Linked DNA regions of Capsicum annuum: region 2 is linked to region 1. The links are chromatin contacts, called in public Hi-C maps. All regions are on one chromosome and are shown on one strand. Each heading gives the region's core, a stretch centred on a gene start, on an enhancer-like site or on the middle of the called end of the contact. The rest is flanking DNA. Distances are from core to core; before and after follow the strand shown.

The links. A called contact is a pair of places that touch in the nucleus more often than the background predicts.
Region 2: a Hi-C map of placenta shows a contact between it and region 1, with 2.6 times the contacts expected there. The contact joins the promoter of LOC107847808 here to the promoter of LOC107847923 in region 1. A contact is called at or near these places in 2 of 5 Hi-C or Micro-C datasets (leaf and placenta).

The regions. Positions count from the first base shown.
Region 1 is chr11:192,004,845-192,008,635 of UCD10Xv1.1, reverse strand. It overlaps LOC107847923, which reads right to left and starts at 1,448. Exons shown (of 9, transcript XM_047399168.1): 1 at 741-1,448; 2 at 1-82. The coding sequence starts at 1,292.
Region 2 is chr11:192,157,000-192,160,453 of UCD10Xv1.1, reverse strand. LOC107847808 (nuclear transcription factor Y subunit A-1) reads right to left here and starts at 1,615. Exons shown (of 6, transcript XM_016692307.2): 1 at 1,339-1,615.

The DNA of each region.
Region 1 (3,791 bases), core at 199-2,698:
TTTGTTCTGTTTCTTTATTTGTTTTATGATCACTTGCTGGTGTAACATTTATCCAAACTGGCTGATCATCACTTAGCTGCAACTGCGTGAAGAACATAGATTACTCTTTTTACACCAAAGGTGATTAAACAATTTCTATTGATAATTATAATCTGCTACAACAACAATAACAACGAGTGCGCTTCAATTCCAAGCAAGGTGTGAACTATGTGAATCCTTGTTATCCATGTCGCTCCATTTAAACCGGACAATCCTAAGTTACAAAGAAGACTCAAAATCTGATATTCACTAAAATTTACACCAAATGAAGACATACAGAAAATATTGATTGAGACTTTTAATCTGACGCTACTGTTATTATTACAACGTCAGCACAGCTATTACGCCTCAATCCCAAGCAAATTGGTGTCAGTTTGCATTCTCACTGTCCATGTCGCCCCATTTAATCCCATCTAATTCCAATATTATAAAAGAGAATTATGATCCTATATTCACTAAAATGTATCAGGTAGTTGAATAAAGGGCATCCCGGTGCACAAAGCATCCCATGTGAGCCTGGAAGGGCCGCACCCAAGGGTATGATATCAACAGCCTACGCTAATGCAAGCATTAGTGGCTGCTACACGTGACCGATAGGTCACATGGAGAAAATTTACTGTTGCTCCAAGGCTCCACTTTTTATCAGATAGTTAAATGATTAGTGATTACCTTATATGTTCATTTGAATGTTCAAAGGTTACCTGATAGAGATATCCTGATTCTGATAGAGCAAGAATTGTCTGATTGACAATGAAAACACAAAGTGCATATCCTGCTGATATTGGCAAGTCATGAGGTGCTATCACCCACTGTAATCCATTCCAAAATCTTTCGTAGATCGATCCACTTACACCAGTAATCCAAATGGATGTTTCAGACATTTTAGTCAAAGAAACTCTTTTTCTCAAAGGGAGATATGAATAAGAATTTTCCTCTTCCTTAAGTTTAGTAGATATCTCCCTTTGTTCAGGTTCTTGATAAGTCTGATCAATTCTATTGACTTTTGTACAGTTATCATTGAAACAAGAAACTAAATCATAAGGCAAACCCACTTGCAACCAACTGTAGGATTGCTCATCATACTCCCAAAACTTGTTGGTTTTCTGCTCAAATTTCCTATGAGTTTGTCTAAAATATTGGTGCACAAAACATGACTCTGACTCTGATTCTGAAAGAGCAACAAAGCCAGAAGATGACAAAATAATGAAAATCTTGAAGAACATGAGATAGAAACAGTAGAACTTGAACAACATGATTCTTGGAGATATAACATCATGAACAAGATATGAAGATACTTAAGTCCATATGGGCCATAGCAAGAATAGACTTCACTTGCACTATTCTAAGGACAGCAGGTACCGTTTTTGGAAGTTACACATATTTCTACCCCAATATTCTTGAAGAGGGGTAGGCCAGGGGAGGTGGGGTGCGTAGGGTATGGGGGTTATGTGTATGTATGTATTGTTAAAACGGAAAAGTGTCAAAATATCCTTTCAATTGAAAATGGGTTAAGAATATCCTTTGTTTATTTATTGGGTCAAAAATATCCCTCCATTTATCTTTTTGGGTTAAATATACCTTTATAATTAATGGAATTTTTTTAAATCATAATTAGAAATTCTATTAAATACATGGCACCTTTCTATTGGTTGTAAATTAAATTAATTAAAATATTAAATTCAAATTCAATTAAAATGCTGACCCATGAAGAGTTTGCGTGGTGTTATTAATATATTCTCATTCAATTTTCATGATTCAACGTTCTTTTTTTCAAACCACTAGCAAATTCAATCATTTTTCTAGCTTGAATCGCGTTCAATTAATAAACACATACATACAATTTCATCTTCAATTGAAATCACTCGATCAAAAATTATTAATTTGACTTTCTAGTAGGCTTGTTAGTTCTGTATCTTGAATCTCGTTCAATTAATAAACATATAAGTGCAATTTCATCTCCAATTGAAATCACTCGATCGGAAATTATTAATTCGACTTTCTAGTAGGCTTGTTAATTTCGCATCTTGAATCTCATTCGATGAGCCTTGCTTTCTAAGGACATGAAAATATGATTAGAATAAATTAGAATAATACAAGCTTTTATTGAGGCACTGAACCAAATATATGTTGCATGTATCAAGCAAGAAACAAACAAATAGGACTTTCTTTTTCGTGAAGTGCTTGTCTCTCTATTAAATGGAAAGTGAATGTATTTATGTGATGTAACTGTCTGGTTCTCGAATAGTATAGTTGTATTCTTCTGATTAAATAGATAACAACAATTTTATCATTCTTTTAAATAATACTTCCTTCGTCTCATATTACTAATTGTCAAAGTTACTGTAAGTATGTTTTTAATATATTTGTCATTTTATAAAATCAGAATAAAATTAGTAATTATTTTTATCTTATTTTTACCTTTTTTATTGATTTTTTTTTAAAAAAATATTTTCGTCTTGTTATTAAATAAAGCTTAATTTATTGTTGGGGTAAGGATAAAATAATAAATGGAGGGAGTATGATTTTAAACCAACAGTCTTTCAAATATTGTCAATAGCGGCACGCAAACTCTCTATGGGTAGGTATTTTAATTGAATTCGAATTTAATTTAATTTATAACCAATAGAAAGGTGCCACGTGTTTAATAGAATTTCTAATTATGGTTTAAAAAAATTCTGTTGGTTATAAGGGTATATTTGACCCAAAAAGGTGGATGGAAGGATATATTTGACCCAATAAATAAACGAAGGGTATTCTTAACCCATTTTCAATACTTGAAGGGTATTTCTGACCCTTTTCCGTTGTTAAAATTAAAAATATCAAGTAGTTTGTTTCAATTATGATGAGGGTAGTTTGAAACTGGTATGTATATAGGTTCTTAAATTCTAACAACCTGTCTAGTTCAACCAATGATGTTTTGTCAATAAAAATGGTAATCAAGACTAGAGTAATAGCCTTTTGTAGGGTGGTTGATTAACTTCTTTATTTTTTTGTTAAATAGTTTTGTATTGATTTCTTTGTAATTGTTTCCCATCTTTATCAGGTTCTTTAATACTTGTTCTTACCTAAAATTGATGACTTTCCTGAGTATTTACATTGTGATGTTAATCTAATTGGAATTGCCACGATCTGAGGATGTGAATTAGTGGTCGATGAAATATGTAAATTCATGAGAGATTAGGAGTTCAAGTTTTAACGGAAGCAAACAGAGCTACGTAATTATTTCTCATCTAGGTAAATATTAATGAGCAAAATTATATAATATTTATGCTTGTAAAAGATGATAGGTACCTGAAGAACTAGTTGAGAATCGAGATGTTCATGAATTGACCCGAAGACGATTATTAATAAAAAAAAATCTAATAGAAATAGCTAATAAACAACAGTGTCCAAGATTTTTCCCAAAGTTTAATAAATCTCATTTGTGCATAAGATTGATCCAATTTTGATTCTTGTGGACCTGATTTTGTGGAATCTTTCAAGATATAATAATGGACGATCACTTTTGCCCCATTACCTCCCCAACCCCACCCTGCCCCATCAGGGGTGTATCTAAAGTATAGCGAGGGGCTCATTCAAATTTTTTGATAAAAAATTATTTTATATATATATAAGGTATTTTAAAAAAAAAAATTATGTGTATAAATAAATTGTGAACCTCCTAGCATAAGATTAGAGGTTGATTTAGTGGTTGAGAGACTTCAAAATTCACTTTGAGGTTCCCAGTTAAAATCTCAAACACAATATTTTAA
Region 2 (3,454 bases), core at 366-2,865, 150 kb before region 1:
CTACCTTCCACCAATGTAGCGAGCAGGTAAACCTACCCACCACCAAGGCTTAGTTAAATAGGAAAAAGGCACCTCGGTCCTCCCCCCCCCCCCCCCCCCCCCCCCCCCCCCAAAAAACAAAAAAAAATGCTCCAAATACAACATTGTTAGAAGTTCATTTGAGGAGTGGTTAGTCATTGAAGCTACGTGAATTTCAAACCGAGTGCTTCACCTCTCTTAAGCAGCACTTTAGTGCAGGTTCGTTTCACTAAGGTGTGTGCTTCATCACCCACAAACCCCTACCTTGAAAATAGTAGCACTAGACTATATATATACATCTTGGCAAAGTGACATCAGTTGTCTAAACAACACCATGAATAAATTTAATAGTTATCAGGAAAAGAAATTTAAAAATTTAATACAAGATTAATCATCTAAAGTGAAGTAGAAATTTAAAACTGAATCTTCAAACTACATCAGCATTAAATGGTTTTGAACTTACTTTACATACTCTATTTGACATATTTCACTTCACTTTTTCTTGCATTACACATTCGTGCTTGTGCATTGATGAAATTATTTTTCTTCATTGCCCATATAATTATGAAACACACTTCAATAACACTTAAAAACACAACAAGCTTTCGACACTTTCTTATGCTTTTAATTTTGACAACACTCTTACAACTAGTAAATAATTAGTTTCCCTATTGATAAAACTATCACATGCCTCACTTGTCACATATTCAAGAATTGTCTATAATAAGAGGGACTTATCGAACGAGAATTTGTGCCGGCATAGGAGCTTTCACAAAATACTTTCTTTGTGCACAATAGCTATCAAATTTAGCAATTATGATTATATTTCATCTAAATATAAATTCAAGAATTGTGTATAACAAGAGGGACTTCTCGAATAAGAATTTGAACCCTCTTAGGAGCTTTAATAAACACCTTCTTCGTGCACAATAGCTATCAAAGAGCAATTATAATCATAGAAATTCAATATTGAAGCAAACCGATATCCCTAAACAGACCATGAACACAAATACATTAGAAAAAAACTAAAACCCACAAATTCTAACAGAATCCCATGTTCAAATACATAAAAATATTGCCTTTTTCAAAAATTTAGAATCACCTATAGATTCTTAACACAATTCACATATCAAAACACATCAAGACTATGCTTTTCAAGAAATTACAATTACCCTTTCAATAAAAAAGCTCATAAATGTAAGTCAAACAAAGAATAACAAAAGAAAAACACAAAATTTAGAACTACCATTTCATGAAAAAGCTGAGAATTGAAGATTTAGAAAGGAAAAAGAAGAGATTAAAAAGGGAAAAGAAATTTACCAGGTAGAAGGAATGAGAGAGAAGTGAGGGGTGATTAGTGGTGATTAGTTAAAAAAGACACGCCCTAAAATTATGGGTACTAAAAAAGAGGGGTTAGTCAATGAGCCTTATGACAAAATTAAAATGTGGGATATATTTGGTGAGTACGTAAAATAAACTGATGGTGCAAACACATGGAAGTGTAAAAAAAAATCCAGAGAGGTGATAGAGTCACCATGTGGAAACATCTGGAAACCCCCTACCACCCCTTCTCATCCATACATGTCCAAATGGTTATAGGTTTCTTTTTTAAAAAATAAATCAAATCATCCTCAATTTATTGTCAAAACTTACTTTAAATTCTAAACTAATCGTCTAATTATATACCCCTTAAAAAACTTTAAACTGAATTTTATACCATCCAAAAATGTTATACCACTTTCATTACAGAGAGTGTAATACACTCTCGTCATATTAGAGTCACGTCAATAATTTTTTTTTAATAATTTTCAAACCAATTATATATATATAGATTTGAAAATTATTAAAAAAAATTATATATATATATATATGCATGTATATATTAAAAAAAATTATTTCTAACCTTATTCTTTAGCTTCTCCGGCACCCCACCCCCATACTATGCACCATTTTCCATCTTCTCCAGCGCCCTCACCCCATCACCATTCTTCATCTTCTCATCCCACCCCAGCCACTTTTCCACCACCAAATTGAGCTTCACCAGCTCTCATCCCCCTTTCTTATTCTTTTTTGTTGAACTTTTTTTTTAAATTCTAAACTTAAATTTTTGAAATTTGGTTTATGAAAATTTAAACTTCGATGAGATTGTATTTTGTTAGTGAATTGGCTGTGGATTTTAGATTTTTCACACAGATTCAATAGTCTCACTATCATTCTTTTTGATGTTGTGAAATTGCATTTTGATTTGTTGAGCAATAATTGTTTATCTTTCTAACCCAACTCGAATTTTGGCATAGGATACTATTGTCTATCTTTATTTGATGGAAAATTAATACTTGATTACTTGATTCTTGTCTTCTGCTAATGTTTGGATTCGATTAAGAACTCGCAATGGACAAATAAAAAAGTTGGAGAAGACAACCAAATTAAAAATAAAAATTAAAAAGTGGGACCACATAAAAAGTTTTAAAAAAATTAAGTAAGATACTAAATAAAAGAATATTAAATATATTAGTTATATGTTATCAAATAAAATAACGACACCTGTATGATTATATTAATTCAGATTTTCTTTCTCTTTTTTTACACGATTTTTGGAAAATGAATACACTCTCTCTGTTAAGGGGTGAATTTAATTCAGTTCAGAGTTCTTAAAGGGGGTATATGATTATCCGATTAGTTTAGAGTCTAAAGTAAGTTTTGATGACAAGTTGGGAGGTGATTTGATGTATTTTCTCTTTTTTTTTTCCATCTTTCTTCTACTTTTCACTTTACAACATTAATTACACATGTTTTTCGCATATGTAAAGTTTAATTATTTAAAATTAAATAATTTTATTTATTATGAAAATTTTAAATAAAATATAAAATTTGAATAATTTTTCAAAAATTATTCACACTTTTAATATAAATATAAATATATATTTTAGAATAAGAACATATATATTTTATCACTAGAAATTTCAAATATTTGATGGATTAATCACTTTTGTGTTTGTAATGCAGTACCTCATTCTCTTGTTGCCAAAAGCTAAGAGAGAAGCATCAATTTAAATCATATTTGTGGTACGGTTATATTTCTTTTTTTTATTCTATATTTAAAATCTTTCCTAATTTTTTAAAGTCAAATATTTATAAAATCATTGATTACATTCTTATTACGTACTTAAAACTTTTAAAATTTTGATACTTCTTAACTTTTTCTTATTCTAATATTTTTTATATTTATTTCTAATTTTTCAAATCTTCTAAAATAAATTTAGTTGATTTAGAATTCTTAAACTAATGAAAAAAAAAACATTAGTTGTCATTAATTCTGATGACTGCTAATAAAGAAAAGTTTTATCATAAATATATTTAATTAATTTTCACTTGTTAAATATTAGGAAAAATCATGAAAAGACGATTATGTCTAAAGCAAAAACTTTAAATGAAG